Linked DNA regions of Mus musculus: all the other regions are linked to region 1. A link is a contact called in public promoter capture Hi-C data. All regions are on one chromosome and are shown on one strand. Each heading gives the region's core, a stretch centred on a gene start, on an enhancer-like site or on the middle of the called end of the contact. The rest is flanking DNA. Distances are from core to core; before and after follow the strand shown.

What was found. Promoter capture Hi-C pulls out the DNA fragments that hold promoters and counts their contacts.
Region 2: a contact with region 1 is called in a promoter capture Hi-C map of pre-B cells, with 3 times the contacts expected there. The contact joins the promoter of Slc43a3 here to the promoter of Tfpi in region 1. A contact is called at or near these places in 8 of 39 promoter capture datasets (the HPC-7 cell line, cranial neural crest, frontonasal cranial neural crest and 4 more), 1 of 115 datasets of contacts at active chromatin or transcription factors (embryonic stem cells) and 1 of 9 other capture datasets (adipose tissue).
Region 3: a contact with region 1 is called in a promoter capture Hi-C map of liver, with 5 times the contacts expected there. The contact joins the promoter of Smtnl1 here to the promoter of Tfpi in region 1. A contact is called at or near these places in 23 of 39 promoter capture datasets (the 3T3-L1 cell line, 3T3-L1-derived adipocytes, the C10 cell line and 14 more), 6 of 484 Hi-C or Micro-C datasets (embryonic fibroblasts, embryonic stem cells, natural killer cells and 1 more), 20 of 115 datasets of contacts at active chromatin or transcription factors (the NIH/3T3 cell line, T-cell acute lymphoblastic leukemia, bone marrow-derived macrophages and 10 more) and 3 of 9 other capture datasets (adipose tissue, liver and macrophages).
Region 4: a promoter capture Hi-C map of Sertoli cells shows a contact between it and region 1, with 6 times the contacts expected there. The contact joins the promoter of Ube2l6 here to the promoter of Tfpi in region 1. A contact is called at or near these places in 18 of 39 promoter capture datasets (the 3T3-L1 cell line, the C10 cell line, Sertoli cells and 11 more), 1 of 15 datasets of contacts at CTCF or cohesin (the NIH/3T3 cell line), 11 of 484 Hi-C or Micro-C datasets (B cells, bone marrow-derived macrophages, brown adipocytes and 6 more), 9 of 115 datasets of contacts at active chromatin or transcription factors (bone marrow-derived macrophages, embryonic basal ganglia, embryonic stem cells and 4 more) and 5 of 9 other capture datasets (adipose tissue, embryonic stem cells, liver and 2 more).
Region 5: a promoter capture Hi-C map of liver shows a contact between it and region 1, with 2.2 times the contacts expected there. The contact joins the enhancer-like site here to the promoter of Tfpi in region 1. A contact is called at or near these places in 11 of 39 promoter capture datasets (the C10 cell line, the HPC-7 cell line, cranial neural crest and 7 more), 1 of 15 datasets of contacts at CTCF or cohesin (the NIH/3T3 cell line), 1 of 484 Hi-C or Micro-C datasets (embryonic stem cells), 11 of 115 datasets of contacts at active chromatin or transcription factors (bone marrow-derived macrophages, cardiomyocytes, craniofacial prominence and 5 more) and 4 of 9 other capture datasets (adipose tissue, embryonic stem cells, macrophages and 1 more).
Region 6: a contact with region 1 is called in a promoter capture Hi-C map of hematopoietic stem and progenitor cells. The contact joins the promoter of Ypel4 here to the promoter of Tfpi in region 1. A contact is called at or near these places in 22 of 39 promoter capture datasets (the 3T3-L1 cell line, 3T3-L1-derived adipocytes, the C10 cell line and 15 more), 1 of 15 datasets of contacts at CTCF or cohesin (the NIH/3T3 cell line), 4 of 484 Hi-C or Micro-C datasets (B cells, CD4 T cells, CD8 T cells and 1 more), 14 of 115 datasets of contacts at active chromatin or transcription factors (bone marrow-derived macrophages, cardiomyocytes, craniofacial prominence and 9 more) and 3 of 9 other capture datasets (adipose tissue, liver and pancreatic islet).

Annotation. Positions count from the first base shown.
Region 1 is chr2:84,471,665-84,476,268 of GRCm38.p6, reverse strand. It overlaps Tfpi (tissue factor pathway inhibitor), which reads left to right and starts at 2,095. Exons shown (of 9, transcript NM_011576.1): 1 at 2,095-2,326; 2 at 2,470-2,570.
Region 2 is chr2:84,934,315-84,938,918 of GRCm38.p6, reverse strand. Slc43a3 (solute carrier family 43, member 3) reads right to left here and starts at 2,273. Exons shown (of 13, transcript NM_021398.3): 1 at 2,070-2,273; 2 at 1,050-1,396; 3 at 567-696. The coding sequence starts at 1,233.
Region 3 is chr2:84,820,294-84,824,897 of GRCm38.p6, reverse strand. Smtnl1 (smoothelin-like 1) reads left to right here and starts at 2,246. Exons shown (of 8, transcript NM_024230.2): 1 at 2,246-2,405.
Region 4 is chr2:84,796,827-84,801,430 of GRCm38.p6, reverse strand. Ube2l6 (ubiquitin-conjugating enzyme E2L 6) reads right to left here and starts at 2,603. Exons shown (of 4, transcript NM_019949.2): 1 at 2,499-2,603. The coding sequence starts at 2,525.
Region 5 is chr2:84,754,440-84,759,043 of GRCm38.p6, reverse strand. No RefSeq gene overlaps it. Among named protein-coding and RNA genes, the nearest start is that of Gm19426, 12 kb to the right of the region's middle. Within about 2 kb of position 2,568, at least 17 of the 459 cell types and tissues checked have an H3K27ac peak or open chromatin away from gene starts, as enhancers often do. A contact at or near this core is called in adipose tissue and liver, where this site is marked.
Region 6 is chr2:84,732,263-84,736,866 of GRCm38.p6, reverse strand. It overlaps Ypel4 (yippee like 4), which reads right to left and starts at 2,663. Exons shown (of 5, transcript NM_001005342.2): 1 at 2,574-2,663; 2 at 1-228. The coding sequence starts at 42.

The sequences.
Region 1 (4,604 bases), core at 846-3,345:
AGACTCAAGGACACAGACACACCACACACACACACACACACACACACACACACACACACACACACACACACGTGGGGGGGGGGTGAGAGAGCTTTGAAATTCGTAAAAAGTACTTGTGAGTAGGAGCAGAGGAAGTTTGGAGGCCAGCATGGGCTGTGATATGCAGCCGTAGGTATATGTCAATGGAGCCATCTGTCACTTCTGCCAGAAGTAAGGGAAAGGACAACTTTTGGCCGATGGGAACTGCTTTCAAAAGTTCCGGAGGCATGGTGGCTTTTATTTATCCTCCAGAAATCCTTCTGTGGTCCAGCTTGAGCTCATTTCTGTATATTTGGACAGCTGAGAGAACTAATAGTTCCAGCCTTTTGTTGATGATAAAGGGTGATGTAGTGTCTCTCTTCCGTAGCTGCTTCTTAGGTGGAGAGGGTTGTCCTGGCAGGCTAGGAAAGCTGGAATTCCAGAGTTGCAGGCTGGGATGGGGTGGGTGTGGATGTGGAGGTGGGGGTGGGGGTATGAGTGGGGGTGGGGGACAGGGTCTGGTTTGCTGAGTGAACCTAAAGAGAGAGACAAAGAACAATTACATTGGCTTACCAGTGGCAAGGGATCTTCTGAGCAATGACAGATGGAAGCCCTGAAGTTTGCATGAACTGTTTTAAGCATATAAAAAGAGGTTAAAGGTTTAGATAGAATGACCACTGTCTGTGTTCTGCAAGGAAGTACTCATTGTAGCAAAGCAGTTAACAAAAATCTGTAAACAGTTGGAATAGACCTTTGAGCCTTAGCAAAACAAAGCTTGAAAAGTTATTAGCATAATAGGAGCATGAACATTTATTTATCTGTAATAAGACAGAGATTTCTTGTCAGGGAAGAGAACAAAAGAACAGAGGTGTTTTTTTCACAATGATAAGTGCCTTTATTTAGAAAACAACTAAAGAAAATTAACAATTTTGGGCCTGTGACTATGATGTTTTTAAAAAGTTTAGTAGCCAGTGTTTTACCAGGGCTAGATTCATCAGAACTCCACTGAGTGAACCCTGAAGTCTTCACATCGTATACCATCTTGAAAGTCTCATTTTTCACGCACCTTAAATCATTTTCACATACTTTGAATCCCTTCCTCAGACCTTGGCAAGTTGCATAAACTTTAAACTTTTTTTTTTTTTTTAAAATCTGGAAAACTCTAATACTTTGAGGCATAGGTGTTTGATTAGTGAACAAAGTCACAAAAAAGTAAGCTCTTTTGAATAAAGGAACAGCAGAGAGCAAGTTTTGAGTAACAACACGATGGCTTGAGTTTGCTCTCACACTGAAATCTGTTTTTGTGAGTTTATCTTTCTCAGCAGGAAGCCTGTCAGCGAGGCAAACGTGTCTGTGAGCTTGCCTGTCTCAGCTGGAGACCTGAGCTCTGGAAAAGGCAAGGCCTTAGGAAACGGTCTGACTAAGCAGCTGTGTCCCTGAGAAGGCAAGGCCTTAGGAAACGGTCTGACTAAGCAGCTGTGTCCCTGAGGTGAGAGGCTAAGATTTATCAGATTGCTGCTCCCAATCTGATAAAACACGCAGTCAACATCACCCCAGAGGTCTGAGGGTAAATTTGAGCAGGAAGTATAGACCAAATGGCCTCTGGGCCAATTAAGAATGACAGATTTAACTGCCACCTGAACAGTCAGTATGGTGATCTGTTGTGAGCAGAGGTGAACCGAGTTTTGCAGCCACACACACAGGGCAGCGTTAAGTCTTCAGTTAACCACAGTGGGCAGCAATCAGCCCTCAGCCACCAGACCCAGACGGTCTAAGAGATTTTCCCGTGGAACTTGGGAAAACTACCTTAGAGAGGCAGAGTAGGGCAGAATAGGATCCCACAGTGTCCACAGTTTGGGCAGGACCCAGGCCTCGGGTGAGCCTGGGGCAGTGCTTTGCTCCAGGTGAAGTCTGTGGCCGCCCATCTTCTTTCCTGTTACCAGAAGCTGGGTATTGTTGTCTATTAGGGTAAAAGTTTGACAGACTTCCTGGTAGGCACCAGATAGGGAGAGGGCCGTGGCTAGATAATGGCTAGCTTCCTCACCTATTGACTTTGACACAAAAGCTTCCAGGGGAGAATCCTTACTGAGGGACTGGCTCAACAAGGTCAAGACCTGATGAGGACATGTCACACATAGTTTCACAGTTTCATAGTTTCGGACCAATCAACGGCAAACTGACCAACCCTGAAGTGGGGGAGGAAGACTCTTCGAATGCTTTAAAACCTCAGGACTCGAGAGAAGAGACTGGGGTTTTCGGCTTCCCGAGCAACCTTTACAGAGAATCTTTTTCTCCGTGTGTCTGACGCGTGAGTGTGTTCCCCACCCTAAGTAGATGCTTGCCTTTAACTCCTACTTCTCTCTATTGCTCTTCTGAAATTTCCTGCCTTTAATTTCTTTAACTGCCAGAGAAACGGAACCCAATTAAGACCCTCTAAACTATTATTTTTAGACTGTATCACTTTCGGGACCTGTCTCCGGATTTCTTCTGAAGACGGTATAATTTTGGGACCTCATCTCCAGATCTCATTTAAGGACTACTGACTCATCAAGGTAAGAAACCCAAGGGAGATGGTGGTGGTGGTGCGGTGGAGGTGTGCTGGCCAGTCCAGTTGGCCCAACTACAAGGTGTCCAGGTGCATTGCTCAGTGTCAGTCACGATGTCACCGTCGCTTCTGGGCAGAGGTGCTCATTCGGGAGATGGCACAGAAGCAGGAAGCAGACTTCTGCGTTGGCACTCTTGGTGCCCTGCGGGGGCATTCTGACAAATGCCCTTTTATGGTGCCTGCCCACCCTCACTAGTTGTTATCCCTTGCTCTCATCACAACCTCAAACTGAGAAGAAAGGCCAGATGCAGGGGCACTCCTGTAATCCTAGCCCTCTGAGGCAGAGTGAGGTGGGTCTGTAAGTTTCAGTCAGCCTGGTCTACAGTGAGACTAGCCACCGATAAGAAATGAAGTTGTGGTCCAGATATGCCCTCCCACCCCCGGATTGGTTTCTAAGTCTTCTAAGTCTTGGTTTAACTATAAAATATGCCAGAATATTTCAGATACTTATGAATGTCCTCTTCTCTAGCAGTACACATTGAATAACCACACTGTCGATAAAAGTTTTTTAATCGTTTTTAACATCTCAATTTGTCCATGCTATTTTGTCGCAACTTAAGAGTATTCTCTTTTTTTTTTTTCCCCATGAAGTGATTTCCATTTTTACTTTGTTTGTGTTTTGCTTTTGTTTTTTGAAACAGGGTTTCTCTCTGTATAGCCCTGGCTGTCCTGGAACTCGATCTGTAGACCCAGGCTGGCCTCGAACTCAGAGATCCGCCTGCCTCTGCCTCCCCAAGTGCTGGGATTAAAGGTGTGCGGCCACCACCGCCCGGTCCACTTTTACTTTTTATATTATGAATAAGTGGTTAGAGCCACATGATCTAAAGAGTTTAGCATCTTTATTCCAAGAGGAGCCTTATTTATTTTATAAAACCATTTCTGTCAACTACTTTGTACCTAAAAGAAAAAAAAATAATCCTTAAAATGGCCACAGTTTCAAATATGGACATATTATGACATCAGGGAATTTTATATTGAGCAATTCTCCAGAAAATTACACCCTCTGTAACTAAAGTCAAGACCAAGTCAAACTAAGGCCAAGATTCACTATTGGATTGGTCAGTCTCTCAGGAAGATGATGAACCAGAGCCAGGAGCCATGTGTTTGTGTGCTTTCATTTCTGGTTTGTTTTAAAACTGCTTCATGTTCTAATATTCATTCTTCGGGTCCAAAATGGTTTATTTCATTGCTCCCCATACTTAATTTTTGAGCAGGGGAGTCTTTAAAAATATGATCAGCTGGGCAGTGGTGGCACACGCCTTTAATCCCAGCACTTGGGAGGCAGAGGCAGGCTGATTTCTGAGTTCGAGTCAGACCTGGTCTACAGAGTGAGTTCCAGGACAGCCAGCCAGAGGTATACAGAGAAATCCTGTCTTGGAAAACCAAAAAAGAAAAAAAAAAATCAACTGGGTGTGGCCAGATCTCTGAGTTCAAGGCCAGTCTGGTTTATGGAGTTCTAGGGCAGCCAGGCTACACAGGGAATCCTTACCTTGGAAAATTGAAAAAGTAAAACAGGTCAACTTAGTCTCCCCTTCCTCCTCTGCCTAAGTTCAGTGGGTTAATTTAGACTGCAGTATTTGTGTAACAAGTGCCTTTACTGGTTGCCGCATCTCACTGGCTTGCAACACAGTTAAAGAAAAGAAGACTTGGCTAGGCCTTGTGCACTATATAGTATCAATTATCAATTGTCTCATCACCTTCAACGGCCTCTAACTAAAAATGTTTTTACAAATTGATTAATAGCTTGTTTATGAAAGCACAAACAACAATTGCCTAGTTATATTTTGTTCCTAAAAGAAAAATAACCATGCTAGTTAGAAGCTTAAATTAATGGGGCCAGTTATTAGCCCCTCTTACTTGGACTCAAAACACAGAGGCAGGATATTTCAAGATTGGCTACCTCAGCATGAATTCAGGCTCTTTCCAGAACATTCTCATCATTTACAGTAAATCAATGTACTTAGAGCTGTCTTTCTTAACA
Region 2 (4,604 bases), core at 1,024-3,523, 460 kb before region 1:
TTCTTTGCCTCACCACATATCTGCTCCTACATGGGCTGTATTGGGACTTAGCAGACCTGCTTATCAATGAACCTAGCCATGGACACTACTGTAATCAGGAGGCAACAGAACCCTGTAAAAGAGCACGAGGTCTCTGACTCATTTGCAGGGGAAACTCCCAGTGTAAGAGGCTCCTGACTAATTAGAGGGCACCTGAAATTTCACCATTGGGTGGGACAACTCAGAAAATGATAAGCAGCAGAGAATGAAGGCAAAGCCTGAGCCACCTAGATGTGAGGCCCTGCCAGAAAAGAGACTGGGGATTCAAGGAACAAGGAAAGCAGATGGTATCGACTATACATTGTTAATTTTGAAACCCTGGCCTCTCAGGAAGTTGAGCATATAACAGGATAGGACACTACAGGGGAAGGTGCAAAGGGAAAGGAAGCCAGCAGTAGGAAGAGGGTGGTGCTAAGGACGGTGACCCTGCTGCTGGGGCAGGGTTTGCCTCTAAGCCAGACTGCTGCCTCACCACTATCTGGTCTCCCACACACCACTCCCTCTCCCTTGCTTCTGCCCAGGCTTACATGGCTATCAGGCGGGCCACAGTAGTCTTGAAGCGGTCAAAGATGTAGCCAGTGGGAAAGGTCATGAAGTTATTCATGAAGGATGCCAGGGTAAAGATGAGTGAGAACTTCTCATCCTGCGCTTTTAAATCTGGGAGAGAAAAGCTCTTAGGAACCCTGATTATGTGAGACAGAATCTGACGCACCCCAACCTTCCTGCCAGGTCAGTGCCCAGACCAGACTCCCCTCTACCTTGAACAACTTTGCTGACCAGAAAGCTACCAAGGTGCATTAAAATATATTGGTCTCTAAAGGTCCCCCTCTAAAACCAGGTGCTTCCTTCCCCATTTGATAGCCTCCACATAAGGGGTGAGAGGGGGCTGACAGTCCCCCCCCCCCATGGAAAGGCTGGCAGGGTGGGTAAAGCACAGAGACCTTCCTATTCTTTCCCAACTCCCAGGAACCAAGCACAGCTTCCTATGAAAAAGCCATCTTTGTCCTTACCAGAAGGCCCTGTTACATTGCTCTGGAGCAAGCAGTCCTGTTCACAGGGCTCTGAAAAGTAGTTTTCTGCTTTGAACACAAACAACAGTGAAGTCCAGCCAAAGAGGACACCAGCAAAACCGATGCATTCCAAGAGTCCAGTCAACAAGGTGGCCAAGTAAAGGGGCAAGCCCTTGCTTGCCATGGTCTGAGGTGAAGTGAGTCCACAAATCCTGTCCTGAGCTTCAGAGAGGACCACTGGTAGTGATGTGTGGGAAATTCCTTTGGCAAGCTCTCGACTTCAATGAGCCCTCTTGTTCCAGCTGTCTCTGGGTTGAGCAAGAAACGCCATGGAATAACCATGGAGCCTGGAAAATGAGGCAGAAGTAGCCTGGTACAGGAAGCTTGGGAAAAAGACACCGAGGGAAAGGGGTCCTCAGGAGAAAGGCCGTGAGGATTTGGAAAATAAAAACTTTCATACATGACCAGCGAATGCGGTTGAGCCATAGAATGTTATCTAGAATTCATTCCCAAACATGGAAAAACAAAAACAACGCCCACGCACCCCCAACACCCACCCCCCGCCAAAATACCGTCCATACATCCTTTCATTCACAGAACCCGCGAAACTACCCATGGGTAAGAAGATAAGGCAGGTCTCAATGGCAACACATGCCACATAGGAAAAAAAACACACACACACACACACATCCTGCCTAATGTTTGGGGACATCACAAGCAGAGGTAGGAGCTCCCCTCCCACCCCCCCAGAACCCCCGACTTGAAAGCCTGAATACAGTCCACCAGAGGAGCAGCCACCCTGAGCCATTCGAAGGCCTGACAAATAAATGTTCGGTCTACAGCGGGAACTCTTCAGTGCGGCAAAAACAAAAACTTCCGAAGGTTTTCTGAACTTGCCCCAAGGTCTCACGGCTACTTGGTCACTATGAAAAATATCCCAACAAGAGCCTTGTCTCGGACCACAATTCCCATCCCCCACCCCCACCCACCCTCCCGCTGCCTCTACCGACAGTCACTAACTTCCACCAGGCAAGAGGTCGCGCTCCAGCCGGCAGCAACTCTCTCCCGGATCTCTGTCGCCGCAGCCTCGCCGCCACCAGGCTACCGCCTTCCACTACCCTCCGCCCAGAGCCTCCCTGTCGAGCTTTGCCCGGCTCGGCTCTGCTCTGCTCAGCCAGACCCAGCCCAGCTCGGCCAGACCCGGCCAGTATCCTTCCAGTCCTACCCGCGATGGGCCGGTTTCCCGCTCTCATGGCCCCTCCTAGTCCTCTGCCTCAGGTTGGCCGCCTCCTGCTTGTCTCCTCCAGTAAGAGCTTGGGACCCTCCCCTGTCTCCACCACTTCCTTCTTTGCAATTTGCTAAACACATGAAACTCAAGAAGAATGAAGACTGAAGTGTGGACACTATGCCCCTCCTTAGAAGTGGGAACAAAACACCCATGGAAGGAGTTACAGAGACAAAGTTTGGAGCTGAGATGAAAGGATGGACCATGTAGAGACTGCCATATCCAGGGATCCAACCCATAATCAGCATCCAAACGCTGACACCATTGCATACACTAGCAAGATTTTATCAAAAGGACCCAGATGTAGCTGTCTCTTGTGAGACTATGCCGGGGCCTAGCAAACACAGAAGTGGATGCTCACAGTCAGCTAATGGATGGATCACAGGGCTCCCAATGGAGGAGCTAGAGAAAGTACCCAAGGAGCTAAAGGGATCTGCAACCCTATAGGTGGAACAACATTATGAACTAACCAGTAACCCGGAGCTCTTGACTCTAGCTGCATATGTATCAAAAGATGGCCTAGTCGGCCATCACTGGAAAGAGAGGCCCATTGGACACGCAAACTGTATATGCCCCAGTACAGGGGAACGCCAGGGCCAAAAAAATGGGAATGGGTGGGTAGGGAAGTGGGGGGAGGGTATGGGGGACTTTTGGGATAGCATTGGAAATGTAATTGAGGAAAATATGTAATAAAAAAAATAAATAATAAAAAAAAAAAGAAAATAGCTGGCATAACCTGAGGCAAGGGAACAAGTTATCTCCTCCAAACATCACTTACATATACCAGAGACTGGGATTTCCTCAGACAAAGCTTTTAAGCGACATTTGCCAACTTGTAAAATAAAAGAGTCTCTTTCAAAAAAAAAAAAGCCGGGTGTGGTGGCACACACCTTTAATCCCACCCAGGAGGCAGAGGCAGTCGGATTTCTGAGTTCAAGGCCAGCCTAGTCTACAAAGTGAGTTCCAGGACAGCCAAGGCTATACAGAGAAACCCTGTCTGGAAAAACCAAAAAACAAACAAACAAACAAACAAAAACTGTCAATTGGTTGGGTGCAAATATCTGCATCTGACTCTTTCAGCTGCTTGGTTGGGTCTTTCAGAGGGCAGTCGGAGGGTGGATAAAATCTGGAGTTTAAAATTAATTTAATTAATTAATTAAAAAAAAAAAACTCTTCTTTTTTCCTATCCCAACAGTTGTCTAGGATTCAGACAGGGTCTTTTTTGCTCTCTTTTGACTGACTTTAAGCTTTAGGTAATCCTGCCTCAGCTGCCCTAACTAAGCTTGTTTTAACACAGTTCCAGGCGCTGGGCCAGACATAGGGATCAAAAGCAACTGCATGTGGATGCCATTGTGTTTCCGCATTACCTTGCCCCCTCGGGTGGGCACCATACAAACTGTTTCCCACTTGCTCATCACTCGCTCCCCACCTCACGTTTATCCCCAGAGCTGCCAAGAAAACCCCACCATAAAAATCATGAAGCTGGAATCAGGACAGAGGTGCTTATCAGGAACCATCACTGGAGGGGGCCTTGCCTTTCCCCTCTAAGGATCCTTTTCACTGTTCCCCCCGCCCCTGCTGAAACCCCCAGCCCAGGCTCCGAGAGAGCCTTCCTGCCAGACTGCATTGATTAACTATTCATTCACCATCCCATTTTTTATTAATCAAAGACATTTATAATTGCCCATCGGAGCTTGTGATCAGCATGAAATAGCTGGCCTAACCAGCTGTGCTGCTCTCCAGCCCAGAGCAAATGAGCCAATGTCTTCCTTGCCTGAACCACAGTTCTCCTTGGAGAGAGAGCTGCCTTTTTGCATTAGATGCCCAGCTTCCTGGCTCGGCCCTCTTTCTACAGGGAGATGGTGGGAAGGCAAGCACCAGGAAGTGAGGTCCCGATCACCACCCAAACAAAGTATCAAAAAAGACTATTCAAGTGACTTACTGCAGAGGGAGAGACCACAGACCCACTAGCTGCCCCACTAAAACGGGTTCAAAGCACCTTAGTTATAGGAGCTGTCCTCAAAGTGAAGTCCACCTGGAGCGGATTCAGCAGGCTAGGTGAGATTTCCAATTTGTAGTTATCTGGGCCAGAGAGGGAGTTTAGTGGAGAATCCTGAAAGGACTTTGCCCCAAGATCATGCCTCACAGCCCAAACTGCCAACTCCCAAACCTCTGCTCTTAACTGCTCTTAACTTCTCCAGTCTTAACACCAGATATTGAGACATTGCAGAAAACATGTCCTTTCTTTAGAAATTAAAAAGTAAATTAAA
Region 3 (4,604 bases), core at 997-3,496, 350 kb before region 1:
TCCTATTGCTTGCACCACTTCACCTTATTTTATAGAGCCTGTCACATCTAATGTAGTGCATATTTTACTTGTTGATGAGATGACTAACTCATCACACTCAAATGATCTCTGTTGGCCTGTTTTCTCTTGTGTTCAGTGTCATTGTCTCCAGCACCTACTTGGTGTTCACTGACTTCTGCATCAGGGAATGAAGGGATTATCTAAGAGAAGTTTTGATGACTGATGCCACCATCTTCTAGAATGTTGTTTTAATTATCTATCTTATCTATTAAAGGAAAAAAATCATCAAGGCAGAGACACATGGGAGAACTCATCGACTCACCTGTCTTTGGCAGATAATATTTTTAAGGTTTCTTTATCTCATGTATATATAAGTACACTGGAGTCGTCTTCAGACACACCAGAAGAGGACATTAGATTTCATTACAGATGGTTGTGAGTCACCATGTGGTTGCTGGGAATTGAACTCAGGACCTATGGAAGAGCAGACAGTGCTCTTAACCTCCAAGACATCTCTCCAGCCCTGACAGACAATTTCTAATGAACAGAGGAGATGTACCAGGTACAGATGTTACACTGATTTGAACATCAGTCGCCAAAACTGGCTTCACAGAATAATCTCACATTTATATCATCCCAGGCACTGACCCCAACTCTTTTTTTCCCTGCTTTTCTTGATTAACTGTTTTATTCAATATGTATTGATCAAGAACATAATATGACCCAGACAAAGCTTGGGGTCTATATCTGTGAGCATAAAAAAAAGATTTCCTGTCCTGAGAGAGAGAGAGAGAGAGAGAGAGAGAGAGAGAGAGAGAATGCAATTTTACAGTGATTTTTATTTATTTATTTATTTACTTACTTACTTATTTCTATTTTGTGTGTATAAGTGTTTTGCCTGCATGTATGTGGTTTATGACACATGTGCCCTTGGAGATCCGATAAGGGCATAAGATCCCCTGGAACTGCAGTTCCAGATGGCTGTGAGCCATTATGTGAGTGTTGGGAACTGGGAATTCCGTAAAGACAGTAAGTGCCATGCTCTTCACCACTGAACCATCTCTCCAACCCCAAGAATGCAATGTGTTGTTGTTGCTTTTCAAGACAGGGTTTCTCTGTGTAGCCCTGACTGTCCTAGAACTTGATTTGTAGACCAGGGTGGCCTTGAACTCACAAAAAATCCACCTGCAACTGTATCTCAAGTTCTGGGATTAAAGGCACGTGCCACCACTACCCAACATCAAGAGTGCAATTTTTGATTCCACAGTACATGTTACACAGTGCATAAGCAGGCAGAATTGATGGAGAGAGCTTAACAATGGAGGGCCTCCTTTAGAGAAGGAAACTTGAGCTGGATTTAGAGTAATGAGAAGGAGCCAGCCTCACAAAGAGCAGAAGGAAAAACCCAGTCCTGAGTCTGGAAGGCACTGATTAGATTTATTTACGGCACAGGAAGCAAGCCAGTATGGCTGAGTGAAAGGGGCTGGGGGAGGGGAATTGGAGGAGTCACAAGCTTCATAAACAGGAGGAGCATCACTGCCCACACTCTCCACATGGTACCCTCCTTAAGTCGTATGACACATGGCCAGGATAAGGATTTGCTTTGTTTTGGTTTTCAGAGCAAAATCTTAATTACACACACACACACACACACACACACACACACACACGGAATATATTCAGAGCTGATCATGTTTCAGTCAATGGAGCTCAAAACAGAAGCAATGTATGATGTAGATGCTAAGAGTCCAGTGTTTCATATGTAGATGCTAAGAGTCCAGTGTTTCATTGGCTCTTTCCATTTCTCTCTTCTCTCGGGCCATCCCCTTTCAAGCTTCCTGGTGCGGTGTGAGCCCACAGTTGGCAGTGGCTCCAGTTACCACCTTCTGAGCCCACCCCTCAGCAGCTACTTTGTCTAGAGAAGAATAAAGGAGGAAATTAGAGGAAGGCTGGAAGCAAGGAGCTAAGGGAGCATGGAAGGTCTACCCCGGCTCTGGACGATCACAGCCGACCAGAGAGCTGGAGACCACGTTCCAAATGCGCCCCTGACTGGTTGTTGCTTGTCAAGGTCTCCATGGCCAGAGCACTTCGGGAAGGACGGTGATCTCAGGAAAGATGTTAGGGCCAGTCCCTGAGAGGGACGCAGCAGCGTGATTGAAAGATGCCACCTGTCAGATCTTCGGGGGAAATCTGAGCTCCCAGACTAAGAGAAAGTGTTGTACCAACAGAACAGTAAACAATGCCCTTCCCGAAGCCCGGGCCTCTTGAAGGTGGGGTGGGGTGGAAGCAAGGAGGTGGGACTTTGAGCTGAAGGCTCCAAGCCACCAGAGCTTAAAGAACGATGAGAGTGAGGCAGCTCGGCTAGAACGAGGCAAGAGCTCCGAGCTGCAGGCAGAACCCCACAGGTAGGAAAAGTTGTGGTCCCCTTTCTAACTACTTCCCGTATCTTCTAGCCCCTATTCTTACCTTTCACGTGCCAGATCTTTCAATGAGGTCTCTGCGATGAGAGACAAATTCAGGATGCTTCCTTATTCTCTCTGCTATGTCAATTCTTTTTCGATGCCTAATGGAATTGGGTGACCTTGAGGTCAGGTACAGAGTGGCTGGCAGGTGGCCATCTATGAAGAGGGCCAGTAGGGAGGGGGGTGACAGGTGGATTTCTTGGAGCAGGGGGTGGGTAGGATGCAATGGCCTCTACAAGTAAGGACTGAAGTGGGTAAGGTAGGGGTCTCGGAACTGCTGAGAGAGAGATTGTGTGGCCATAGAAGAGAGGCATCACATCACAGCAATCATCCACTGTGGTTTTCCCTCTGGACTAGGGGAGCTGGACTGAAGAGCTGAACTGAGCACAGTATAGGGGTAGCAGTTGGGGTTCAGGGGAAAGAGGGAAGAAGGAAGCAGAGAGAAAAGCAGGAAAGTTTTTCTTTCGTGAAGGGTCTAGTGTGCAGTCAGCTGTAAGAGGACCTCCTCAGCCTTATTCAGTGACTCCTCCCCATGGGTGACTTGAAAGGACACTGGGTTGAGAGGACCTAGTGGGGAAAGTATCTTCTGTATATACATGCTCTAACTCTGGACTCAGGAGATCTCCGTTCCAGGTGTGGTTTGGGCTACTTAATTCTCCTATGGCCTTAGTCCCAGGAATGCTCCTCCTTAAATCAGACTCCTAAACTGTAACATGGGGTCACTTACACCTTCCTGAGGGGTCAAGCAAGGGATGACTAAGGGAGGGTGGAGTGCATCAGTGTGAGCTGTAAGCTGCCGTAGAACCCGGAGCACTGGGGGAAGGGGGTGTTATCCTGGCTCCTCAGAATGCAGAGCTTCTTCACTCCTTGTCTATTTATGACAAGCCCAGAGGGGGGAAAACAGAGGTGATGAAAAGGCAAAGGTAGCTGAGGTGTGTGTGTGTGTGTTCACATGCGTACTGTCTCGTCTCCTCCACCTCATGCGTGTAGTGTGCAGATAGAGGGAGAGATGACTGAAGCAAAAAGCTATGCCTTAGCCAAATACGCCTCACTTGGGGGCATCATCTTACTGACACTATGCTCTGTCTGTCTTGTGTCACTAATAAATGCCCTGGGGACCTGGTCAGGACCTTGATGTTGCTCAGGAATGGCACAGTCAATCCTCACTAGGCAAGCTGTGGACTAAGGACTCCCTCCAATTACTTCCCATGGGCTAGCCGCCTAAGTCCTCCACTATCCATATGGACCAGGATCTGTTTCTATCTCTACAAGTTCAAGTGCAGAATGAGCATCACACAGTCAACAGTGGGAGCTGGAATCCCGTAAGACCCCAGTGGCTTTCATCCCTGGCTCACACCACAAAGAGGAAGAACAGACAAGGAAGAGAGTTTGTGCCTCGTTCAGACCTTGAACATGGTTTTGTCAAAGAGGCTAGTAGGAATGTCTCGTGGAAGACATTCCAGTAGGAAAAGAGGTCAAAGAGAGAGACCATGGCCAGGTAGGCTTAAGGAAAGGTGAGTTCAATGATCTTCAAACTAAGGTTTCCGTTTCTTAAACTCAGCGCCACCTGATATCTACTTAAGTGCTAATGATGCTGTATATCTCTAAGAAAAGCTGGCTATATTTGGAATAACCTTGGTCAGTGAATAAATGCATCTTCTTCTCACTGTCAAGAGAACCTTTATTCATTTTTCTTCTTCCTCTTATTCTGCACCCTCCTCTTCTTCTTTGTCTTCTTAGTCCTCCTCTTCTTCTTTGAGACATAGCCCCCAGCTGGCTTCAAAAACACCATGTAGCTGAGATTGATCCTCCTGCTTCTACCTCACAAATGCTAGAATTCCGTGCCTGTACCACTCTGCCCAGTTTATACAGTGTTGGAGGTTGGAGGTTGGGAACTTTGTACGTGCCCCCTGAGCCACAGCACCTTTGTTTGTAGCATACATCCACGGGGTACTGTCTAGAAATTCTGATCTAAAGCTGGGGCTCTGAGGGAATCCCTTGAGCTCAGAAGTGAGTGGCCAGAAGGTCAGGGTCCCTGTGCTATGCCTGCCTGGCTGTCTTTCCTTCACCACACAGGCAAGCAGCAAAGGTGGGACCCTCTTGCTAGGCTACTTGACTGGAGCTCCTGCACCATGAGGAAGC
Region 4 (4,604 bases), core at 1,354-3,853, 320 kb before region 1:
AGAGAAAGTTGAGAAAGGCCTGTGTACATGCAGGTAGAAAGTTCCCCTAAGCCAGGGGCTTGGGGGTGGGGTCCTTCACTGCTGTGCATCATCTGTACTCTGACCCCCAAGTATATAAGCACGCCACACTCCCATTCATCACTAAACCCATCTTCCATATGTAATCACACTAACAAATGGCTTCTCATGCCTTCTACCTACAGCCATGACCATTCATTGCCTATTCTATCTTACCACAAGCATAACCCATGCCATAGCTTGGGCAAGAACAAAGGCTTAGGTATAACATAGATCTTGAATGGACATTTTTCTGGGCTGAAGATGCAGCTCAGTTGGTAGAGTGTTTGTCTAGCGTGCACAAAACCCTGGGTTCAATCCTCAGCACTGTACAACACTTGATAAAGCAGTGCACATCCATGATCCCATGTCTTAGGGAATGAGATGGAGGCATAAGAATCCTGAAATTAAGCTGGTGAGATGGCTCAGTGGGGAGGTGCACTTGTTGATCTTCCAGAGGACTTGGGTTCAATTCCCAGCACCCACATGGTGACTGATGACTGTCTCTAGCCCCAGTTCCAGAAGATCTAATGCTCTCATTTGCTTCTGCTAGGCATGCAGGTAGTTAACAGATATATATGCAGGCAGGACATCCATACACATAAAATTAAATTAAATGATTTTTTAAAAATTAAAGGCCATTGTTAGCTGCATATCAAGTTTAAGACCAATCTGAACAACACAAAATGGTATTAAAAAAAAGTACCGAAGGGAAATTTTCTCTCTTAACACTTGAATTTTCTGTGTTTTGATGAATTCTGACGAACTTTCCATGATTGCTGAAACCCACACCAGTGCACACAGCTCCTCCCAAAGCCAGCTAGTAAGTCACCTGACTTAGGAGAAATGAAAGTGAAGGCAAACAGGCAGGAAAAGCCCTGTGAGTTAGACTCTTATCAGTCTGGGCTCAAATTCCAGCCCCATTACTTCTGCAGAATATCACTGGCCAGCCACGTTACTCTCCCTGATGTCTCAGTTTCCTCTTCCATGAAATGGGAAGACACAGTTATCTCACAGTTGTTCTAAGAGTTAAATAAAACAAACTGCCTGGTGCTGACAATTCCGGAGCAACAAAAGCCAGTCTACCTTTTAGCGTTGAGGTAGCAAATTACCCTTTGCCCCATTTAGTACCAGCCTAAAACCAACAAAGTTTAGTTCTGTTTTGGGTCTGCTCTGGACTTCTCCATCTCAAAAGAATTTTCTTTTTGAAAGATGAGGCCAGCTGGGTGGCACACGCCTTTAATCCCAGCACTGGGGAGGCAGAGGCAGGCGGATTTCTGAGTTCGAGGCCAGCCTGGTCTACAAAGTGAGTTCCAGGACAGCCAGGGAAACCCTGTCTCGGAAAGAAAGAAGGAAAGAAAGAAAGAAAGAAAGAAAGAAAGAAAGAAAGAAAGAAAGAAAGAAAGAAAGAAAGAAAGAAAGGGAGAGAGAGAGAGAGAGAGAGAGAGAGAGAGAGAGAGAGAGAGAGAGAGAGAGAAACATGAGGCCAGCAACCATCCCTTCTGTCTCCTGAGGAAGCCTTCCCCTCAATTCTGCAGACTAGAGGAGCACTTCGGGGAGACTCAAAGCCTAGCGGTACCAGCCCTGGCTCACGAGCATTTCTCCTCCACGATCTCTAATCCTGGCTCCATTCAGCGGTCTAGACATTCCTAAGGAAACTGCCCTTTTTTCATTCTTTCAGATAGTACCAAATAGTGTCTCATAGAAATGAACGTTCAAACGGAACAAGATTTCTGTTCCTTTTCTGCTCCTGCTGCCTGGCACTGGGCTAGTACAAAGTAGGCGTTTAGTAGCTGGAGCAGGACTGCATACAAATAACCTACTCAGAGCATAAATTGTTACTTCTCATCCAGGAACTAGTCTGTACGTTTTATTTCACGGTCTGTCCATTCACCACCCCACCGCCCAACATCACTCTTCTGTGGCCTCGGGTAATGTAGGTATCAAATTATGGGTGTATCCACTAGGCGGAGCAACAGAGCCCTTCCTGTGCCTTAGATAAGTTCCACTAATAAATTTCCAGCAGAAATTGAAAATGAAACCAGTTTGGAAAGCCCAATACATTGGAAACCATTTGGAAAGACCAGTTCATTCTCGTGGCCAGTACAGCTGATGACAACTTTTTTTGAAGCTGATGACAACTTTTTTTTCCAGACCTTCTCAATCAGGCCCCCTCCCTTCCTCCTCTCTTTCTCCCTCCTTCTCGCGCGCGCGCGCGCGCACACACACACACACACACACACACACACACACACCGCGCCTTTCTCCTCCCATTTCTCCATTGGGAAAAGGTGAGGATACCTGAGTTTCAGCCAGCCCTGGTACCCAAATAACAAAAAAAGCTCAGAGAGCAAGGGGGCAGGGGAGGGTTAGGGCAGGGCGGAAAGGTTAGGGCAGGGCGGGAAGGGGCACAAGGAAAGGGTCATCCTACATAGGCTTACTTTCGCCACTCGCTTGCTGGCCATCATCTCGGGTTGGAGCGTGGGGCACCAGCAGATTCCAGCAGGACACCGCTCTCTGAACTGCAGCTCCCGAGCCCCGCCCACGCTCCACTCCACCCACACCGACTCTAGCTGCAAAGACCTGCTCCCCACCCCTTTGGTGGATATCTGGAGGCTGCAGTCGAGTGCCCAGCTTGGCGATCTCGTATCTCAGCAACTCATGCTCCTTGCAGATCAGAGACTACGTCGGTGGAGCGCACTGCTCCTCTTGGTTCCTGCATCTTGCGGGGTACATCTCGTAGAAGCCAGGATGGGATTCATCTCCAGCCTCTGTCAGCTCCCCGGACGCTGAGAGCAAACTCGCCCAAAGCACAGATGAGATACTCTTGATGCAAAGTAGCTCCGGGGCAGGGCTCTCTGCGACCTCCGCAATGGAATTGTGAACCTACCACCTCTAAAGAAAGTCTCAGAATCCTGGGCCAAGTCACTTTGCCTTTGTGGGTTCAGTGCTCCGTTCTAAAAGAGAGTGGGGGGGGGGGGGTCAGTATAGACTTTATGTCCTCCGAGGACCGCTCCCTGAGTGGTACAGTCCAGCAGATGGGCAGAAACGCAGCGATGCTTCTTTTAGGTTGCTTGGTGCCCGAGCACCACTAGAGGACGCTGTTGGACTCATTCGCTTTTATTTTGGGCGTTCTGTGTTTTACTCTACTGAACACATAGAAAGTGTCTGCTGTGTGGCAATTTGGGAAAACGATGGGTGGCTGAAGCCTCGAGATAGATTTCAGGAGCCTATTATATTTTATCACCAACTGATTACAAACTATGGAACTACTGTGTGTCCAAATGAACAGCCAAGAAGTCTCTAGCCCTCTGCGCAAGAGTAAAGACCCCCCTCATCCCAGCTCAAGTCGAGGCCAAGGTGTAATAGCAGCCCCCAGCCTCTGGAAGAAGTTCTAGAGTTAGAAGGGAATCCACCTACCTGCCTCACCCATTCCAGCCCAGAAATTAGCATATTTTGAAGCCCAAGATTTTGACCCAGTAGGTCACATGATTTTTATTTTCCTGTCCAGGAACCAAATATCTGCTCTGCTTACATATAGGATGTGCTTGAAAAATGATTCTGGGGCTGGAGAGATGGCTCAGCAGTTAAGAGCATTGACTGCTATTACAGAGGTACTGAATTCAAATCCCAGTAACCACATGGTGGCTCACAACCATCTGAAATGAGATCTGACGCCCTCTTCTGGTGTGTCTGAAGACAGCTACAGTGTACTTACATATAGTAAATAAAGTAAATCTTGAAAAAGAAAAAAAGATTCTGGGTTCTTTTTTCAGTTCAATAACTTTAACCAGATACCTTCTAAATGCCAGCAATAAGCAGGACACCATCAGCAATCCCTAAATATAGTTTGGAGATAAGGGCATTTGAACCCATTTCTGGTTAGTAGTCTTAGTTAACACCAAGTGCCAGGTACTATCGATGGAACACATCAGATGGAGAAATTGTGGTGTTTGTCCTCTGAGGGGCTCTCAAGCAGTTGAAACACAGAGAGAAAATTTCCCTTCAGTATTTTTTACTTATTTATTTATTTATTTATTTATTTTCTATATATGAATAAATTGTAGCTATCTTCAGACACACCAGAAGAGGGCACCAGATCTCATTACAGATGGTTGTGAGCCACCATGTGGTTGCTGGGAATTGAACTTAGGACCTCTGGAAGAGCAGTCAGTGCTCTTAACAATTGAGCCATCTCTCCAGCCCCAGTATTTTTTTTTTAAATACCATTTTGTGTTGTTCAGATTGGTCTTAAACTTGATATGCAGCTAACAATGGCCTTTAATTTTTTAAAAATCATTTAATTTAATTTTATGTGTATGGATTCCTGCCTGCATATATATCTGTTAACTACCTGCATGCCTAGCAGAAGCAAATGAGAGCATTAGATCTTCTGGAACTGGGGCTAGAGACAGTCATCAGTCACCATGTGGGTGCTGGGAATTGAACCCAAGTCCTCTGGTCCTCTGGAAGATCAACAAGTGCACCTCCCCACTGAGCCATCTCACCAGCTGAACCTTTAATTTCAGGATTCTTATGCCTCCGTC
Region 5 (4,604 bases), core at 1,319-3,818, 280 kb before region 1:
ATGATCCTGTTCCCAACCAAGCACCTGTGTGACATTCTAATAAAGATCAGTGGGTCGTGGTTTCTGTACAATTAGCATTTCTGCCACATGATGGAGCTATTGAAGCTTTGTCTTGCATACTCACGTGGCCATTACCCTTGAATTTTGGTTGGTCCAGACTAATTTCCTTCTCTCTTCTTTCAAAAAATGAAAAATCTCAGGAATTGGCATACAGGTTTTGTATGGGGCCATGACATCTCCATATAGTTCTGGTTTGTTGTTGTTGTTTGTTTGTTTGTTTGTTTTACTGTGTATGGGTGTTTGGCCTTCATGCCTGTATGTCTGTGTACCACATGCATGCCTGGTGACCACAGAGGCCAAAAGAGGGTGTTAGATTGAAGAACCTGCCTGCCTCCATCTTAGGCTCAAAAACCATCTTACAGTAGAAATAAACTAGGTTCATTTCTGTTTATGATTAAACTGTTTTTCATGAATTGGGCTATGCCCCACCTGTAACCTTAACAGGTTCAGGTTCTGTACTGCCTGTTTCAAGAATGGTAGTCACGTCTTTGTTTCAAAAAGTTAGTAATCATTTGCAACCCTGTCTTTGTTTCAAAGGGGTTGTTATAGCTACCTTGTCAGGACTACCTGTTGTTACAACTACCTTGTAATCATGTTTTTGTTTCTGAAGGTTGTTATAACTAACAAGTTATGCTTATGTTCTGCTCCTGTAAGCCCGCCTATTTTTCTTGCCAAATCCCCATTTGGAAATTCCCTACCCTTAAACTATAAAAGTCTTGTCTTCCTCATATCCAATACTGACCTCTCAAACCCTGCCTTAGGAAGAAACAACCTGTGTACACAAATAGAAAGCTTGTTTTAATTAATTGCTTGCTTTAGTTAATTTGGCCATGGTGGTCACAGAACTGGAGTCACAGAAGGTATGTGCTGCCCTGTGGGTTCTTGAAATGAAGCCCGAGACCTCTGGAAGAACAGTCAGTGCTCTTAACCACGAAGCCATCTATCCAGCCCCGAGTTCTGATATTTCCACAAGTGCTGCTGAAACCAATAGTGATCCACAATCTTAAGTTGCCCAATATGGATTCATACTTTGATTCCTGGACAAAGGTATGGGTGAGTAACAGAGTACTTGTCTAAAACACAAAAAGTTGGAGTTGCATTCCCGGACAACAATAAACAACCAACCTTGCAAAGTTTATAGTTCTCACCAGCTCATCTGCTGTCTCAATAACAATACTCTCAGGTTCTACTGAGACTCTGGAAGGTTCCAGACCTCTGAATCACAACTCTCCTGGTGTCCACCAATGCTCAGGGTCTTGTCCTAAGCTATAGCTGGTAGACACAATGGTATCAATAACTATCTAACACAAAGTCCAATGTTATTTAATTTTAGAAGCCAGCTTGACAGGCTTATGCCATTATCTTTGGATATGTCTTTGAGAATGTTTCAGAGAAGACCGGCATGTGGATGCAACGGACCAGTGTAGAAGACGTACCCTTGGTATAGATGGGGACTATCCAGCTGGCTGCAAGCACAGATGAAGCAAAAGGGTAAAGGGAGGGGCTAGTGGTTAAGTGTAGCTGCTTGCGGCCACAGGAACTGGGTTCCTGAGTGAGAGGCCAGAGCTGTAAAGGAGCCAGCAGAAGAGAGAAGAAAGGAGACCAAGACAAATTTCTGATCAAAGTCCAATGTTTACTAAGAGTCTGTGCTTATAAAGGGGGAAAACCCATCTCCCACCCGATCCACTCTTGATGCCTGTCACCAGCCTGTAAGCAATTAGGCTGACAACACTAGTTTGGCAGTAAGATGTCAATCGCCAGTTTGCTGGCTGTCTCAGGACTTTCTCAGGAAGACAGGTTCAGCCTCTCAGCAGGGAGCAGCATCTTGGAGAAGAGCAGCAGTGGTGACAAAACAATGAAGCCATCTGGGTCAGAAGGCTCCACCCCAGGTGGTCTCATTCTCAGTGGCAGCAAGGTCTGAATCAGCCCGCTCAAGGCTGGGGGAGGCTACAGTGAAGAGCTCTTGCAGAGGACCAGGGTTTGATTCCAAGCACTCAGAACATGGCTCACATTGTCTTTAACTCCAGTTCTGGGGGCCTGGTGTGTCTTCTGCCCTCTGTGGGCACTTGGCATGCATGAAGTGCACATACACACACGCAGACAAAATTACACCCACACCCTGGGCAAATGAGATCTCTCGGTGGGGATAAAGCACCTACTACCAAACCTGAGGATGACCTATGTTCAATCCTCCAGACCCACAAAGTGGAAGGAAAAGAGAAAACCAACGTGTGCAAGCTGACTCTAACTTCCATATTCATGCCATGGCACACACATGCCCACCCATGCACACACTAAGTAAGTAGGGAAGGTAATAACAATTTTAAAAACCACCTGCACACATAAATACAAAAATAGAACATTTTTAAAATTTAGGGTAAAGGAAATGAATTAGTATTCACTCTGTTTTCTAGTGCTGGGACACACTTGTGTGGTTAGACATTAGAGCACTAGATTGTCTGGCTTGTAGAATCCAGCGCTCTCACCAACAGTTTCCCGTTCTCAGACCTTTGATCTCTGAGAGTTGCATCACAAGCTTCCTTGGTTCTGAGACCTTTGAACTTGGACTGGACTGTATCACCAATTTCCCTGATTGTCGAGCTTATTAACAGCCTGTCATGGAACTTTTCGTCCTCCGTAATCATGGAAGGCCATGCCCTTAGGAAGTATCCTTTTAGCATGGTGTGGTGGCATATGCCTGCTTCCCATCCTTGGGAGGTAAAGGCAAGAAGATTGGGAGTTCAAGGATATAGCGTCAGCTACACAGCAAGGTCCAGAGTACTCTGAACCCTCTCACAAACAAAACAAAAACAAAACAAAAACCACTAACCAATCAATAGACTAGGAAAACAAAAACAAACAACATAATAACCAAAGAACTAAACAAACAGAAACAAAGGCCTGGGCCAGAGCCTTTAATCTCAGTACTGATAGAGCAGGCAGCTCTCTTAACTGCTGAACTATCTCGCTGACCCTATTTGGGTTTTTTTCATAGATTTAAAAATGATCATCTTTAATTTCCATTACAAAGCTATTGATTTTTGGAGGTTGGATTTTGTGTGTGTGTGGGGGGGGGGGCACTAACACCTTGCCATAATGAACCGAGATGATAACATCAATCCAGGATGCAGACGGTATCTTAAGTGATTCCTCTAGATGTTAAAATCACATCACATCATCATTAATGTCACTGTCAAAAGTTATGATGTACTTAAACCACAGCTCAATTTCACATAAGATGAGTGTTGGCGGCGGTCATTTACTGTTGCTAGCTTAAGGGGTTCTGTCATTAGCAATAATTAGGAGTATAGTTTACAACCTCCTCAGCCAGCAATTTTGAAATGATGTAATCCTAGATGATTTTTATAATTGTGGGAGATTTTCAGTATTTCAAATTTGTACCATTAAAAATTTACATAATATACAAGTAGCACCAGGCACTTTTATCTCCTATTTATAAATGGAAAAAAAAAATGAAGCTCTTACTCATCTAGTGCACTTATTGAAAGTGTCTCAGCTGACAAATAGTGGGGTTAGTAGGCTCCAGTGTCTAATTCCAGAGCTTGTGCTTGATATACAAGATTCCTTTTCCCCCACATTAGTTTTATCTTTTAGAAGGTACTGACTGCTATTTCTTCTCCTCAGCCTCCGTTAAAGACACACCCAGGGGCTGGAGAGATGGCTCAGTGGCTGAGAGCACAGACTGCTCTTTCAGAGGTCCTGAGTTCAATTCCCAGCAACCACATGGTGGCTCACAACCATCTATAATAGGATCCGATGCCCTTTTCTGGTGTGTCTGAAGGCAGCTACAGTGTACTTTCATGCATTAAAACAAATAAACAGAATAAGAAATAGAGATAAGTGTTAAAAAAAAAAAAAGACACCCAGAAGCTCAACATAGTTTTGAATCTTAGGAAGAAATGCTGAGAACATATGAGATTCCCTATTTTCCATAGCTGGGACCTCGGGTATAACCACCACAAATGCAGGTAGAACACTGGTTCACTGGTCCAATGCTTTCAGAATGGGCTGGGGCTGCCATCTGCATCACGAAGATGGACTTCTCAGAGTCTCTTCAAATGTCACATACTAAAGCCTGATCTCTCACTCTAGTCTTTGCCTCAAGTAGCAACTTAACACATATGCTGTGGTGGACTGACTAAGCTTGGCCCAGGGAGCAGCACGTTGAGGAGGTGTGGCCTTGCTGGAGGAAGAGCATCACTGTGAAGTGGGTTTGAGATAACTTCCTCCTAGCTGATTGAGGATGCCAGTCTTCTCTTATTTGCCTTCGGAATGAGATGTAGAACTCTCAACAACTCCAGAGCCATGCCTCCCTGCCTTGATGATAATGGACTGAACCTGTAAGCCAGCCCCAACTAAATGTTGTCCTTCTAAGAGTTGTCTTGGTCATGATGTCTCTTCACAGCAGTAAAACCCTAACTAGGACATATAGCCACTTATATACATGTAAGCACATGCCAAATATACACACACACTTAGATACACACATACATACACACACACACACACACACACACACACAC
Region 6 (4,604 bases), core at 1,414-3,913, 260 kb before region 1:
GGGTAAACATGCGGGGGCCGGGCCAGGGTCACAGCTGGGCATGACGGGTTGGAGGACGATGCCCTGGCGGGCTGGAGGGGCTGGTGCGGTGCAGCCCCCACAGAGACGGTCGCAGGTAAAGCAACGGAGCAGATTGGCTAGAGCCGTGTTTCAGGACAGTAGCAGTGTGGGGGGGCTGCCCTGCCAGGGCCCCCCCCAGACGAGAACCAGATAGAAATGGGAAGTCACCTGGCAAGAGAAGAAGATGCATCAGCGGAGGTAGGACTTCACAAGGAGACGCTTTTGATTGGCTAGAGAAGATGGGGCTCAGTTCATCTGCACCGTCCCCATCACCACCAGCCCTCAGCCTCTCGTTGCACTTTCTGTCCCCTAGAGTCCCATTCTGTTCTGGCAGCGGTTCCAGGCGTCTTGTGCCATGGCCAGGGATTTGGTACCTTTCTCTCTCCAGAGACAGTAGCAGCCTCTAGCATTTTCCATTGAGAGCTGCCTCCTGGCACAGACACTGCCTTGAGTGCAACATCACCTGCAGAGGCCCACCTTGTGTCCAGTTCTGTGAGGAACTGCACCCTAATGGGAGGAGATCGGAACCTTTTTAAGAGTCAGGTCTTCCTGGAAGTTGGATTTGTTTGTTTAGCTTGTTTGTTTTTTCTGTCTCAAGGCCTCCATTTGCAATACAATTTGCCCATATTTTGGGAAGGAAGGAAAGAGGGACAGGCAGATGGGTACACACAGTCTGTTTCGGCACTCGCCTGCGGTTGAGTCCTGCGCCCTGGAACTCCATAGAACTTGGTAGCTTCTTCAGTATTGAAGACCTTAACCCTGGGTGTTCCTCAATCCTGCATCCTGGGATGATACAGCTCCCAGACTAGAGGGAGCACTTGCTGTCTTCCTAGCATCTGGTCCTCTGGTCTCATTACTTACTTACCGTTGCCTTAGCTCTGAGTTAAAGACAAGCACCTAGCCCTAGGAGGAGAATTATCTTTCTTCCAGCAAGTCTGACAGCTAGGCCCGTGGAAAGTAGGCAGCACATCAGAAGCCAGGCTTCTGGGCTGTGTGCTATAGAGTGAGAGCAACCTTAATAGGAGACAACAGGGTAAGGGGACACCTTATTTTTAAAAGCTGGGCTTTAGGGCACAAGGCAGAAAACATTTCTCCTCCCAGGAGCTAGAGCAAATGCCAGTGCCAGGACAGCAACAGTGAGATAATTGCGGGGATAAGAATCCTGAGACGCTGGGATCTGCTCACACTCCAGTCCCAAAGTAGCTGAGTGCACTGCAGGCAGAGGATAAGGAGGGAAGTGTCTTCTGTTAACTCCGATAAGCAGGTGATGTGCCTCTGCCTCTCTAGTGGAGCATCCTGCAGCTGTAGGTGGGGTGGCCTGTGTCTCCTTCAGAGATGCCCGCTAAGTGCTCTCGTGATGCTAGACCACCAAGCAGAGGAGGCAGCACAGCTTCAGTTACCCACATAAACAGTCTGTTCTCCTGTCCTCCATGGTGGCCATGAGCACCCGATTCTTCTACTGTCTCGAAGGGCTGTCATGCAGTCTCCACAAATCCCCCTGGGTGAGACCATCTTCAGTTTTTGGTCCTCTACTGTTGTCTTGAGTCCCAGGAAGACACCTTGGGCTTAGTTCAGGGTGACATTGTATTCTGGCCCTTCTTGCTACAGTTCAGCATCACTTCCATGATCTTCCTTCAAGTTTGCCTGTAGTTCACCTCAAGGTGCCACCTTGAAACACCTACTTCAAGGGACCAGGAGATGCCAGGTTTGCCCCCTCCCGCTATCTTCTTCCCTAGCCCTGTCCTTCTGTCACTGTCACGCCTCCCTCCCTGTCCCTTTCTGCTTCTCTGTCCAGCAGAGGAGAAGCTGCAAAGGACAAAAAAATAAAATTAAATTAAAAAATCATAAAAAGGAGAGTTGGGGTCACTTCTCCCATTTCTGCCCTCTCTCGTCATGGGGTGAAGCAAATCGGGGAAATTACTGAGGTCAGAAAACAAAACAAAGGTGAGTGCTGGGAAGAGGACGAGTCCCTGAAGCTGAGATGAGGCTGGACTGTGGGAGGTGGGGGGAGCAGAAGGGCTTGTGCCTGGGAAGACTGGCAACTGAGAGCCTAAGTGACAAGGCAGAGACAGGTGGAACCAGGTGCGAATCCAGTGCCTCTCAGGGAATAAAAAGGGGAGGGGGACTTGTGCTCACAACGGATGTATTCAATTGCTTTGAGTTTTCGCCTCCCCCTGGACCAGGCATTTTCAGTATGGTATGGTCCGAATAATTAGCAGAGCAGCCAGCTCCCAGGGCTGACTCTGGGGGTCTGCACCGGTAGCAAAAACAATAAACAGTGATGTCTGATGCCGCAGCCAAAGTTGCCGGGAAATAAGTGCGAGAGAATCGTCAGAGCTTGGGGAAGGATGGAGGAGCTGAGAGAGAGGAGGGAGCGGAGGCAGCAGGGAGGGGGAAGGGAGGACAAAGGGTGGATGAATAATGCTTTTGCAAAGGAGAGAAAGCAACACACAGCAGGAAGAGGTAATTTGCGAAGGGGAAAAATTGATTTGGAGAAGGGCTGCCCCCCTCACCTTGAGGTCTGCTCCAGAGATCTCCGTCTATCTCTTTCAATCTCTCTGTTCACTCTTCTCTCTTCTCTGTTGGTTCCTTCAATTGGGAAGGGGATGGGATTGGGGGAGGGTAGTTGAGGGGCTGAGGTCTGGGACTGCAGGCTGGACAGCTGCTGGGGGGCAGAGGTTGCCTCTTGCTCTGTACCTCGGTCTGTGGGTAAATGTGGCTGTGTGTTGTGGAACTGCATCATAACACTGTGAGTCATCCAACCCCCCACCCCCCTCACCTCCCACGTCAGAGCAGGGCTGGGAGACACAGGAGGCGGGTTGAGAGGGAGGGAGGGGGCAGGCATCAAGGGACCAGGCTAGAGGGGTGATGTTAGGGAGTGGGGGCAGAGAGATGGCTGGCATAGGGGTGTCGATGTAGGTGGTAAGGAAAAGGAGAAATAGGTTGTTAAGGAGCAAGGCTGTGTGACCAAGGAAACGGAACCCGAAGAAGGGCAGGGATGGAGTGAGGGTGGCAGGGAGGGAGCAAGGATGGTGAAGTGAGGTGGATCTAGAGAGAGCCAGGAAGTACACTCGCACTCAACATGATACATTTCCACTTCAACTCTGACATCAGCTCTGATGCAGGGTAAGGTAAAGAAGGATATATTAATTGTCATGGTTGACAAACCAGGCTCTCAAATGTGTTCAGTACTGAGTACTTGGAAGCTTTAATGTCCATTTCATGGCCCCAAAGAAGCCATAGGTCAAATATGACATCTTAAACCCAGGAACCTCTTATCAACTCCCTCCAAACGGTTTGTGCTGCCAATGGAGACACCTATGTGACATGAGGTTCTTAACAGAGCTGTGAACTTTCAGATCCTCAGGGGAACTTCACTCTGCATCCCAAGACTGCAGTGTCTATTGCAAAGTCCAGCATGCTGAAGATATTTGCAAAATAGTTGTTTGCTTTCATCTTCAGACAAGGGCTATGTGTCTGGCTTTGATATCCAAGACACCGGTGTTGAAATCTTAGCTTTGCCAATTATTCACCAGGAACCCTGGGCAAATGACTAATCCTCCTGCACTATACAATTCCTCTTCTGACCAGTGAAGCTAATTCTATTTACCTCCAGAAGAAGTGACTATGTGAGACAGCTTGTAAATTTCCAAAGTGCCTGACATATGATAGGCACTAAGTAAAGAGTAATGAAATTTTAGGTTGTTCCCTCCTTTTGTACTTAACTTTTTTTTGGGGGGGGGTGGTGTTCGAGACAGGGTTTCTCTGTATAGCCCTGGCTGTCCTGGAACTCATTTTGTAGACCAGGCTGGCCTCGAACTCAGAAATCTGCCTGCCTTTGCCTCCTGAGTGCTGGGATTAAAGGCGTGCACCACCACGCCTGGCCTGTACTTAACTTTTAAAATTAGCATTCTAAATTGAATTTTGTTATGGGTTAGTGTTATTTTTATTTTTTTAAGATTTGTTTACTTTATGTATACGAGTACACTGTAGCTGTCTTCAGACACACCAGAAAAGAGTGTCAGATCCCATTACAGATGGTTGTGAGCCACCATGTGGTTGCTGGGAATTGAACTCAGGACTTTTGGAAGAGCAGTCAGTGCTCTTAACCGCTGAGCCATCTCTCCAACCCCCAGGATTAGTGTTATTTCAAAACAGCATTCTCTACATGGGGCAATGAGATGGGCAGGACTGCAAATTCCAGGCCAGTCTGTGTGTCCTGGTAAGATAAGGAGTGGATAAACAGAAACTCTGAACCAATACAGGTGGGAACCATCATCATCATCATCATCATCTCAGAGCATGACTCAAGCTCAGAGGGGATTTTCTATTACAGTTTTGATATTTCAAGAGACATGATGCCAAATGTTTGTCTTATAGAGGGATTACATTTTCCCTTGCTAATTTTTTTACAGTTTTATTTACTTAATTTATATGAGTACACTGTCACTGTCTTCAGACACACCAAAGAGGGCGTCAGATTCCATTACAGATGGTTGTGAGCCACCATGTGGTTGCTGGGAATTGAACTCATCTGGAAGAGC